Linked DNA regions of Gossypium arboreum: region 1 is linked to region 2. Evidence: chromatin contacts called from public Hi-C data. All regions are on one chromosome and are shown on one strand. Each heading gives the region's core, a stretch centred on a gene start, on an enhancer-like site or on the middle of the called end of the contact. The rest is flanking DNA. Distances are from core to core; before and after follow the strand shown.

Region 1 (3,421 bases), core at 532-3,031, 130 kb after region 2:
AAGCAGAGTTGTAAGCTCAAATGGTTACTTACATAAATGAGATTAACAATTAGAAAGTATATAAAACCCCATGATTCAAGGGCATTAGTCCACTAACCTGCATTTGGGTCGACCAATCAGGATATGACACTGTTGTTGGCATTTCCTATAAGTACAAAGTAAATATGTCAGCACAAGTAACCCACACGTTAGCGATGAGAAGGCAAGAATAATACGTAAATAACCTGAGTTGAGGCAGTAGGTTTGGAAGGCTTGGCTGGTGTGCTCTCCTCTTCCGTTCCCATATCACACTTATGTAAACGTCTTAATTTCAAGAAATCAAGAATCAAATCCGTATGTCCTCGACCGCTTTTAGAAAGCACCTGCGACCCCGATGTGAAAACCATGCATCAGAAAGCAAAACCGAGCCTTGACAAAGTTTTTACGTTGATGAGCCAAAACATGATGCATAGAACATAGATACAAATAGAGTTCGGCATTGGCATGGTAAAGTTAAACCATTTCAAACAAGAACGATAGTACAACCAAACCGAGCTCACCAGTGTATGGTTCAGCACAAGACCTAACCTTTCCAAAGTAAAACCACATGGGTTCTTTCGATCCTCCATAAAACTAACTTAAAGAAAACAAAACATCTATTCTTGTCCTAACAAGTTAAGGAGACAAAGAAAACCATATTTGTAACTGATTTTGTGATATCGGAAACAAAGTAGAGTATCACAAAACAACTCTTCCATAACCGACAACCTTGAAATAATAATAATAATAATAATAATAATAATAATAATAATAATAATAATAATAATAATAATAATAATAATAATAATAATAAAACAAAGCAATTCTTCAATTCCCATAATTACCTTCCAGAAACAGTACAAGTTTCAACAATTCATATATTAGCCAAACATTTAGAAGGTGAGAAGAAACAGCAGAAATTGGCAGTATCCGTTTTAAAGTTTGTCAACATTTACCCCTCGTATTTCCAAAACAAAACGCATTAATTAATTCATTATTAGCACAAAGAATACGAGCTAATCTTAATATTCAGGCCTTAACCCGCAGGGATTGTGAGCAGTCAAAAAACATAAGCAAAGCTAAAATGAGAAAGAAAAAAAAAAAAACTGGACATTGAAGTTCAGAGAAGAAAAAGAAATTAGCAAAAGTCCAACTACATAATAAAAAACTAAAGCATGAGATAAAAGATCTTGAAACTACAAATAACTCAAATTTAATGAAGAAACACACACACACACACACACAGAGGGAAAAAAATAGCTTCTAAATGCTCTGAAATTACAAACAAAAACAAAATTAAGAAGAAAAAGAAAGAAAGGAAGACCTGTTTAAAGGCGTTGAAGGGGAAAGTGAAGTGGAAGGGAATTTATATAAATAATGCTCTTCTTCTTTTTTTCCCCCTTCTAGTATTTCCTTGATCAAAGGGTTGAAAATTGAGGATTAAAAAAGAACAACATAAGTGAAAAATAAGAGAAGAAATTATTGTTTCTATAATTGGCGTTTGAAACAGTTTGGGAGGGTGAGAAACAAACTTGGGTAGTTGGTAGAGTTAAAAAGAAGTGATCCAGTGTGATGGTGTGCGTGGTAGCTGTAATGGGAAGAGTAAGTCGATGAGGAGGTAAGGAAATGGGGAAGAAAGAGAAGGGAAAGGTGTTAGGGTTTCGCGGGGGACACGTGCTAAGAAAGAGGAAGACAGCTGGGATGGTTTAAGTGGGTCAGGCTTATGACAAACCATTCAAATGGATGATTCATCAATTTCTACTGTGGAGTTGAAGAGTTTAAATATCCCAAGAGGATTTGCTAAATTTCCTGTCGAAACTATGTCGTTTTTTTTTCTTTCTTTTCTTTTGGTTGGGGGGTGATTTTGGCTATCGTTTCTCTTTTGTTACTATTTACGGTTACTATCCATTTCGGGCTTTGGGCTTGTGTGGCTTCCACGTCGTTCAAATATTATCCGTAAATGAGATTAGTGTGATAATTTTGGACAGATGAAAAATAATAACATTTATGACAAATAAAGGATGTCGAAGAATAGGGCCTAAGAATTGTCAATCTATAGAAAAACCGAGGTGGAAGTTTTAGGGTGATGTTTTAGTACAAGGTAACTAATGATGGATCTTGTGTCCCTTTGATCATAAACGAGGGATATTTATAGAAGAATTAAGAGTGAATCTCTTATAAAATGTTTGTTTTCTAACTTTGAACTTAGGTTAAGCTATGGTTTAGATATATTTCGATGCGACCATTTTCGAGTTTGGTATGTTTGGGATGTCAAAAAAATTAATGAGATTGGATTTAATCAAGGTTCATCTCTAAGGCTTACAATAAACAAGTGAGTTCATCAATTCTTATATTGTCAATGTCATTTGTTCCATCAATAATAGTCATTCACCTTTCTCACCAGCTTCAAAATTGAGTATTCTTTACTAAGGGCAAAAGATTAATTTTTTAAGATGTCACAAAGCTTTGCATAGAATTCAGATAAGGTCTCATTATCCTGTATTCTTAGAGTCTTAAATTTTACCGTCAACATCTGAAGTTTGGACTACTTCATAGAACTAGTCCCTTCATGAGCAATTTTGAAATAGTCCAAGCTCTTCTAGTAGTTAAGCATTTAGAGATTCGTCCAAATTCTTGAGGATCAATTCAAATCCATAGAAATTTGCATTGAGGCCTTTGGAGTTCGCATTAGTCATTTTTTCTTTATCATTGGTCCAAGTTACTTCATATTTGGAAGTCTTCACACTAATTAAATCACTGGATAGTGGTTTCCAACCAGTCAAAATTGAGATCATTCTTACCTTCCAAGAGTCATAGTTTGTTCCGTCCAGCATGGTGGGTCTTAAGATTAATGATCATTTCATCTCAATTACAAATAAATGACATGATATCCACTTAATACATCAAGTGTTTAACTTTGATATCAATTGTGAATTCATTGAATTTGGATTTTAGGTTTCGTTCAGTTGTAACTTGACAAACTGTCTAATAGTTATAAAATAAGATATGGATACAAAAGTTTGGTTACATATTTCAAAAACTTCTTATGCCTACGGGCCCTTGCTCAAAGAGTAATCAACTATAAATCAACAAGTGCAAGATGTGATTTAAGTTCAACTTACTTACAAAGTTGCAACCTCATCCTATACGCCAACCTAGATCACTCTCTCGGTAAGCCCTCCCTCCCTGAAAAATTAATTGTAAATTGATGAGAAAAATAGTTTACCTACACAAATACTGTAACACCCCATACCTGAGCCGATTGCCGGATCCAAGTTACAAGGTGTCATATTCATTTTTGGAGCAACTAAAATCAAATTTAAATGCAATTCACATCATTAGATAAACAAATACGAGTAATATAAGCAAGTGATATGATAAATAATTATTCTCAAGACTTATA
Region 2 (3,593 bases), core at 307-2,806:
GCAGAATTGACCTTTTGTAAAACTATCTAAGAAAAAAAATATTATCATCATTCAAACTTCTATGGTGGATTGCATAGTTCATCTAATCATTCTTAGCTGCAAAAGAATATAAAGCAGCTAACTCAAACCACCAGCAAAATAACAGCTAAAATCTCAATTCTAACCTGTTGATTCTTTAGCCTCACGAGCTTCAGCATTACCAGAAACCAAACCAAGTTCTTCCTCGAGCTTCTTCCATGCTATCAAAAAGTTGGGAGGAAACGTCTTCTTTACCGTCCTGATTAACCCTTTCGCATCCTTGATCTTCTTTTTCATCACCAATCCCTCCACCAAATGCTTCAAAGTGTTAAAATCAGGAATCTTATGCAACCTCACACTCTCTTTGAACACCTTATAACCTTGCTCATACAATCCATTTAAACATAAATAAAACACCAGCGTCCGAAAAGTAGCCGCATTTGGATTACACCCATTACCTTCCAATCCTTCATATACCTTCTTAGCTTCATCCAACATGCCTCTCTTACAAAAACAAGTCATCAGATAATTATAACTAATGGTATCCGGTTTCAACCCCAGGGTGCTCATATCGTCAATCAACTCCTTCACTTTCTCCGGCTCTCCGCCTTGAAAATTCGAAATCCTAACGTTATAAGAAGCAACATCTAATTCGCAACCAGTCTTCATCATCTCAAACCACAACTTTTCTGCCTCTTCCGTTTTTCCCTTCTTATACAACGCGTTTAAAATTGTTGTAGAGGTAACTGCAGTTACCTCCACGCTTTTCCTTTCCATTTCTCTTAGAACCTCAAGCCCTTTCTCGGGATGACCCGCTTCGCAATAAGATTTAACTAAAATCCCGTAGGAAACTTTGTCTGGTGAAAGACCAATGTATTTCTTGGGAATTTCATCGAACAGCTGGGGAACTCTGTCAAATTGCCTAGACTGATTGCAAGCGGAGAGCAAGGCGTTGAAAGAAATGGTTGATCTGGGGGTACCAAATTGGTCCATTTGATGGAAAGTTTTGATGGCATGATCTAACATGCCAGCGATACCATAGGATCTGATGAGAGTAGAGAGGAAAGGCTCCTGAGAAATCTTGGGGTCGGTTTTGTGGGACTCTATTAAGGATTCGATGTCGGAGAAACGACGGGACTTGGCGAGGCGGCGGACGGTGAGGTCTTGAGCGTAGCGGGAAGAAGAAGGGGAAGAGTAGTGTTTGGAAACGGAAGAGTAGATTTCGAGGGCTTTGTCAGGGTCGTACTCAGTGCGGAGTTTGCTTTTGGCTTGGGAAACCGAAATGGAGGAGGAGTAAGCGGCGGAGGAGGCGGCGGCATTGGAGGTGGCCGAAAAGTGGCGGAGGTGGCGAAGACGAATGGAAGATGACATGTTTTTTTTGGTAGGAGACTTGTTAGGGTTTGGTTTTAGGGTTTTAGAGTGGGAACGGAGCAGAGCAGCTTAAAATCAATGGTCAGAGAATTTTGCTAATGAACTTCGTTAAGTTTATTTTTAACCTTCTATTATTATTTTTTCTTATTTTTTTATACACACAACACAATCATTCAAATCTTTATTGGCCAATCAATATTTCATATTTGTTACGTGAGCGAGTTTTTTTTTTTTTTGGATAGTTAAAATTTACTTGGAAATGGCACCCTTTGTGAAAATGAACGTATAACATGGAAATGTTCACTGAATTACGAGTGACCCAAAATAACCTTGTATTTTAAATATAGGGTTTTATCTCTAGATAATTTTCTTTCTAAAAAATAAACTTCAATTTTAAGATGATAAAGAAAACATGTACTCGTTTGTTTTAAAATTTATAATACAAATAACTAGTCTTTATTTGATATTTCATCTCACTTTTAATTCCAGTGCCAACACACAAAATAAATATCCTAAAGCTGGTTCGAATTTTAATATTTTCTTCATCCTTGATACCGAATTAAGAAATGCAGGAGATACAAACTAAAGGACATTTGGAAGAGGAGAGAGCATGTCACAAACCTGGCAATTGGCATTAGGTACAAAACCAACATTAGAATTACAATAAGAGGTGGGAGTCATGGATAAATTTCTTATACCTTGTCTATATCTTAACTCTAAAAACCTAAACGAATAAAGAACCAGTTCGTACAACTACATTGCATCATAGGCGGAGCAGATAAGATATGGCTCATTAGCCATCATACTCCCCCTGTGCAAATTTGTTCTCAGGATAGAACACAGCAATTACTTGATTTTCACCAAATCTCCTTCCATTCATTGCAGCTTGGGCTTTTCGGGAACCTTCCACATCTGAGTACTCCAGAAATACCTTCAAATACCAAGCAATTGCGGTCAGTCAGTAACTAAGGGGAAGAAATGAATATGGGGCAACTAGCAGAAACATTGCTAATGCAGGTCGATAACTAAAACAACAGGATTTCTTACAAATATAGAGCACTGACCTTCCCAACACCTGGTAATGATTCACCATTTGGATTCGGGCGGGGTATGACAACATTCACCAATGCACCTGCATATTACGTGTGAAAATTTCGAATCCACATAAAACTTTATTCAGGGAATTAGTTAGCAGAAATCAGTATGAAGAAAATATAGATAAAGAATTAGTGTCTTCTGTCTGTGCAAGCTTAATTTGCTAAATTTGACTCTTTAATAACAGAAGCGAACAAGAAGAGCTGTAAAACGGAGATATAAACAAAAGGGAAAACGGAAATTAATAAAGTATACAGGACTTAGCATGTTAAAATAACTTTAAAAACTTAATAAGGAGGGTCAGGTACAACAAGGATGGACCAAATGGTTTTAAGAATAATTTTACCATGTTTTCCACCCTCTTGCCTCATGTCTTCAACAATGTCCCCATACTCCTCATCATCTCTAAGATCGTCTTCACTAATTGCTTGAGTCAAGCACACAACCTTTGTGGGCACACCTTGTGGTTGCAACATAAGCCTCTGTAAAGGACAAAGACACTGCAAATTAGCCTATCATGTATAGAAGATACTTGCAACAAATGAGTAAATTTTAGAAATAAAAATAGCACTACCTAATCTTACCTGCAAAGCAATCTGCTGCTGTGCATGCTGAAGGATGCTCTCTTGCTCAGGTTTAGGCTGGGTAGCACCTTGGTTTGCTCGCCTAACAGTGAGAGTTTTATCACCCATTTTAATTCCATTTAAAGCAGCACAAGCGATGTCCGTAACTGACAGATCTTGATATATGCAGAAGGCATAGCCCTTTGAGTTTCCAGTTTCTCTATCTTTTACTAGATCAAAACCTCGAAGGGGTCCAAAAGACTCTAACAACTCCCTGATCTGCGCTTCAGTAAAGTAATATGGAAGCCCCCCCACAAAAATGCGGTCTGGACCCTCAAGCCCACCAGCAGACCCTGGAGATAGACCTACAGCTGCTAGATTAAGATTGGGACTGGGCTGACTTGGACCAAGAGTTGCAGCAAGCGAAGGGTTGTAGTCACTGGGTCTCCGAACCTTCACAGGTGCTCCCTAGAAATTCAGACAAGTCATTACAATTTCTTGTATTTAAATGACTTCAGTATGAAGATCCTAAAGAATATAGAATAC

Evidence for each region. A called contact is a pair of places that touch in the nucleus more often than the background predicts.
Region 1: a Hi-C map of leaf shows a contact between it and region 2, with 4 times the contacts expected there. The contact joins the promoter of LOC108476919 here to the promoter of LOC108479307 in region 2. A contact is called at or near these places in 2 of 5 Hi-C or Micro-C datasets (both in leaf).

The regions. Positions count from the first base shown.
Region 1 is chr12:16,434,976-16,438,396 of ASM2569848v2, forward strand. It overlaps LOC108476919 (G-box-binding factor 1-like), which reads right to left and starts at 1,782. Exons shown (of 12, transcript XM_017779293.2): 1 at 1,343-1,782; 2 at 225-362; 3 at 98-145. The coding sequence starts at 284.
Region 2 is chr12:16,302,638-16,306,230 of ASM2569848v2, forward strand. It overlaps LOC108479307 (pentatricopeptide repeat-containing protein At4g36680, mitochondrial), which reads right to left and starts at 1,557. Exons shown (of 1, transcript XM_017781829.2): 1 at 1-1,557. The coding sequence starts at 1,389. The coding sequence ends at 160. It overlaps LOC108479306 (splicing factor U2af large subunit B-like), which reads right to left. Exons shown (of 13, transcript XM_017781827.2): 10 at 3,069-3,515; 11 at 2,831-2,966; 12 at 2,454-2,521; 13 at 2,003-2,320. The coding sequence ends at 2,183.